2 separate regions of the Gossypium hirsutum genome follow, and region 2 is linked to region 1. The links are chromatin contacts, called in public Hi-C maps. All regions are on one chromosome and are shown on one strand. Each heading gives the region's core, a stretch centred on a gene start, on an enhancer-like site or on the middle of the called end of the contact. The rest is flanking DNA. Distances are from core to core; before and after follow the strand shown. Region 1 holds the start of LOC107926884. Region 2 holds the start of LOC107926868 (universal stress protein A-like protein).

Region 1 (2,647 bases), core at 41-2,540:
GAAGTTCAATATTTTAAATATATTTATATTCTAATATTTTTAACCTAAACATATATTTCATGTCCGTTTGAGAGATTCATGATTACTTTTTTCAGTAAAATTACCTCTAAAGTTTGAACCTAAATTTTTATCTTGAAAATAAAATATGTTTTACCAATACACCTAACCACTTATTTATCAAATTTAATTTAAATAATAATAATAATAATAATATTATTACTATAAAGTAAAATCAACTAAATTAAAATAAAATAAAGTCATCTTTTGTGCCCATTGTAATTTATTGGCCAAACGCAAAAGCTTCCCCTGTAATAATTTGAACATAATTTGCACAAAGAAGTAAAAAACCCCTAACCAATTAACATTATAAATTCTTCCCACTATTACCATGCATTTGCATTCTTCACAAATTAAATTAATATTTGATGCATTAAAAGATATGCATTTTTATTAAAAATATAATAATTTTATTTATTTTAAATTACACATTGGTTTATTGATAATGTGATTAGATGAATATAAACTACAGCATTAACCTATAATATTAATTAGGTTTTTAAAACTAAAACAACCGCTAAGGCATTATGTATTCCTAAAGAGGTGACTTGGGTTTGACTTTTCAAGATAAATATTAGTAGGCTTAATCAGCATGAATCCCATAAAAATGACTCCAAAAAACCTAAAACAACCAATGTGGGATTTTAAACTCTCTCTCAACCTTCTTCTCCTTTATAGTATCCAAGCTGGGTTTCCATCCCTTGCCTGAAAATTGCCTATTCAAATACACCGGCGGATTTTCCCAACTCTCTGGAAACAACTCCGTCAAATATCCACTCTCCTCCGGCCTCTCACCGCCGGCACTTTCCTTCTTCTGCAACTGCAACTTTTGTCCCATCCCTTCGAGTACACGATAATCCGCAGTGCAAATCCTCGCAAACAAAGGAACACACTTCGGGGACGACGATAAGATCGACTTTGATCTCGACACCGAATTCGCGCTCGACAGTACACGACAAGCTTCCTCCGACGACAACGCGATCGGCTGCCCACGTTTCATAGGTAGCATTATGTAAAGCTTTTTTACGTCGAGTTTATGGTCCGCCGGCAATGGGATTAGCCTCTTTTGATGAACTCCAGCGTTGAACTCCACGACCACTTGCTGCGGATGCTCCACCATCAGCTCTGCAGCTTCCACGATCCCGCCGAACTCCTGAACCGTGCCGTCCCAGAGAATTACTTTCCCTGTAGAATCAGATGGAAAGCATGTGGCAGTGCTAATATAGTTACCCATGATAGGATAGTTATATGAAAGAAAAGGGATTTTCAGTCATATGAATTGAAAGGAGTTTAATTATGAAAGCATTTTATGTAGGAACTTGGAGAGGGGTCTTCAAGTTGTAGGATTTGTTAGTTAAACTGCTACAAATATTGTGAATGATTTTGTGGTGGACTTTATTAGTATCATGAAAACTAGGGTCGTTGGCTTTTAGGCCATTTTCATCAACATCAGTCATCATCTGATGGATTAATCCAACGGTGGTAAATGCCATAGACATGTGGGGCCTCCGGTGTAGGTTCTACTGCACCTTGCTTGATCAAAAATGAAGTCAAACAAATGGTTGAACCATAACTGTTTTGGCCAATTTAATGCTTTATGTTAGGTCAATTTCTAGTTTATATATAAATTAATAAATATTTACATTTGTATATATATACATATATAAGAGATTGAAATTTGGTTAAATTTTGCTATTAGAATTGTATTTGTGTAAGTTATGGATTTAGTTTATGTATTTTAATATGATCAATTTTTATCTTTATACTTTTCGAATTTTAAAATTAGTATTGACCAAATAGTAGCAGCTAAATCTATTTGGTTAAATTATACTGTTAGTCATTTATTATGCGTACAGTTATAGATTTAATTTATGTTCTCGAAATGTATCATTCTTAGTTGCTATATTTTTTTAATTTTAAAATTTTAGTCCTAATGCAAACGACAATCGTTAAATCTATTAACTAAATTTTCATGAGTAATATATGAAAATAACAAGCTAACATAACATTATACATGCGATAATATATTTAACGCATCAAATTTTGAAAATAACATAATTTAACTTAATGAATTAAATAGTTACCATTGCTCATGAATAAAATTTTTAAATTCTAAAAGTATAAGAACTGAAAATGACCAAATTAAAGTATAGATGTTAAATCCACAACTTATGTAAAGTGCAAGTTCTAATAGAAGAATTTGACCTAGAAATTTAAACCTAGATAATTTATCATTCCACTTGTGATTCAAGCAACTAGTAAATTCTAATTTTAGTTCTAAATTAGGGTTTAGTTCAAGGGCATGTAAAGAGTTTGGCTCTCTCTCAAAATAATAAATCTATCATTTAATACCTTCAAAATTTATAAAAATATAAATTAATATAATGTTAAAATCATACTTTGACATAAAAAATCAATAATTCATTTATGGGTCCCAATTCAGTTTTATGGCATTGTCCTTGAGTCCATATACCTTAATTTAAAATAGTTTGATCTCTCTACTTTTGCAATATCATTTTTTAATACAAATAGTTAACATAATTACTTATTCTAGTTAAAATGCTAGGGTGAACTTTTTCTTAAAAGCACC
Region 2 (2,647 bases), core at 66-2,565, 130 kb after region 1:
TTAGAAAGGCACCATGAAAGTGCATACATGCTCTCAGCACTCTCATCTACTGCCACGACAATTTTGCACTGCTTTTTCTTGAGGTTCACTGCTTCCATTGCTATGGGTTGTGTTTTGTTTGATTTTTAACACTGTAATATAAGGAGGGTCTGAGATATTATAGGCCTTAAACGTGTAGATAAGAAAGCGAAGGGGGAAGCTCAAAACATTTAAGGGCAGTAGTTGCCGTGGTTTTTCTAGTAACCTAACCTGTTTTTTTGAGTTCCATGGTGTTGTGTTATATTTTTGTTACTTTGGTCCTGGTTTTTTAAGCGAAAGCCGTCGTATTGTGGGGGAATGTATGGATATTTTGTGTTTTGATCTGGATAATTTATTTTTCTTTTTATTATGTCAGACTGGATAATTAAGATCAGAAATAAAATATTAAAAAAATGACGTATGTAATGTTACTAACAGTCAAGTGGGGATGAAGATCTGTAATTTTGACTGAATATAGAATCAACTAGCTATTGCCAAATCAATACCAGCATCCGCAATTAACTGGGTTTTTTTTCCATCATTACTATATGAATTTATATTTGAATAATCAATAAAATAACAATAATACATTATAAATAATGAATAATGAAATTACATTTGACTATATAATAATACATTATGAAAAGAACCTAACATTGAACCCATTTGCCAAAAGTGTTCATCTCAACTCGAAATAAATGTCTTATTTAGTGGCATTATATAACCATAAACCGATACAAGATAATACTTTTCATGACCTCGTTAAGGATGTGATATACAAAGAATATTTAAATCCCAATTCAGTCTAAGGTCGTGATTGGCTGGAAGAAAGATAGGTGTCTTTTTTGTACTTTTATGGTCAAAAACTAAATCAGTTACTATTAGGTGTGCAAGTTGAGAAAAAAGTCAAGAAAAGCCGACTTTAAAAATCAATTAAATATCTGTGTATGAGATTCAAAAACTAAGGCCTAAATATCAAAACTCTTGAAGATTTTTCTTCTTTTAGACGTGACCTAAACATAGTCGCGAGTGCTACTTCATTTTTTGTGAGACCACAGAAACTAGAAAGGGAAGTGATTTCCTAGCACAAACCGGCTAAACACCCCCGACACTTTTAAGAAAATCCAAGTTAAGAAAGGGATGTGATTATGAGATTTGCCACTCATTTTTACCTTTTTGGTTTTAGGTGCGCTGACGGATGTAGCGGTTGAATGTTGTGTGTTCGGAGGAACTTTCAGGCATCGATGAATCGAATATCAAAGGTGTGAGCATGTATCTGCCATACATTTAAGGCGGCGTATTCCTCTAAACATTCTTTCAACTGAGCTTCACTATATCCCTCTACAAAACAAGAATTTTTAAGCAGTAAGAAACTTCGTATAATCTTTGATTATGAAAGGCGTATTAACATGTCAGAGCATAACTCAAACAACTATAAGCAGTACAAATAAACAGCATTTGGGATTAGCTTTCTAAGACCAACAAGTAATATATGACAAATTGCTCAAGATAGAAAAAAAAACTTTTTTTCCTTTAACTTCTGAATTTTCTTGCTTTTTCTCTCTAAATTATATCAAATGCTTACAAACTATTTATATCTTCTTGCTCTTGAGCATTGACCGAACCATATCGAGAATAGTCCGGTTCTTCCTCTCTGCCACACCGTTTTGTAGGGGAGAGTACGGTGCGGTTAGGAATCGTCTTATGCCTTTTTCCTCACAATACTCCATGAAAGCCGTCGAACCATACTCGCCACCTCTATTGGATCGTACAGATTTGATGTGTCTACCGGTTGCCTTTTCTACCATCACTTTGAACTTTTTAAACACCTCGAACGCCTCAGATTTTTCTTTCAAAAAATAAACCCAAGTTTTTCGTAAGATATCATCGATAAAGGAAATGAAATACCTTTTACCGCTAAAAGATTTGGGGGTTATTGGTCCACATATGTCGGCATGAATCAATTCGAGAGGTTGTTTAGCCCGATATTCTACCTTCTTTTAAACGAAGTTCTCGCATGCTTTCCGAGCACACATTCTTCATAAAAAAAATTTCTCGTAGTCCATGTCCGGTAGCCCGTGCACCATGTTCTTCTTCGCCAACTCGTTTAGACCACCATAATGTAGGTGACCAAAACGGAGATGCCACAGCGACACCTTATCTTTTATGTCGACTTGCAAACATTTTCCTCGAACGCTTCTCAAATTCAACTTGTACATGCGATTTCTCCCCATTTCAACTCGAGCGACCAAATGCCCTTGCTCATCTTTCAAGTGTAACACCCGGTCTCTCATAAGTACCGCATAACCCTTTTTCATGAGTTGCCCCATACTCAAAATGTTGCTCTTGAGGTCTGGTACATAATAAACATCTTGGATAGACCCAACTAACCCATCTTTTTGTAAATAACAAATGGTACCTTGGCCTTTTACCTCAACTTTTGACACATCTCCAAACGACACATATGGTTGCTTGCACCCGTGTCAAGGTACCACACCATGTTGTTATTGGTGTTGACTTCGTTGTGTGCTATCAAGAGAAAACCTTCTTTTGCCTCATCATCTTCCTTGGTTAGGTTGGTTGTTTCTTCCACCTTTTTCACGTCACGACATCCTTTCGCAAAATGCCC

Evidence for each region. Hi-C and Micro-C count contacts between places; a contact is called where the count stands out from the background.
Region 2: a Hi-C map of leaf shows a contact between it and region 1, with 2.4 times the contacts expected there. The contact joins the promoter of LOC107926868 here to the promoter of LOC107926884 in region 1. A contact is called at or near these places in 15 of 34 Hi-C or Micro-C datasets (anther, callus, fibers and 3 more).

The regions. Positions count from the first base shown.
Region 1 is chrA08:94,818,235-94,820,881 of Gossypium_hirsutum_v2.1, forward strand. It overlaps LOC107926884, which reads right to left and starts at 1,291. Exons shown (of 1, transcript XM_016857821.2): 1 at 680-1,291. The coding sequence starts at 1,291. The coding sequence ends at 680.
Region 2 is chrA08:94,951,751-94,954,397 of Gossypium_hirsutum_v2.1, forward strand. It overlaps LOC107926868 (universal stress protein A-like protein), which reads right to left and starts at 1,316. Exons shown (of 5, transcript XM_016857806.2): 1 at 1,191-1,316; 2 at 1-131. The coding sequence starts at 98. It also overlaps the pseudogene LOC107926877.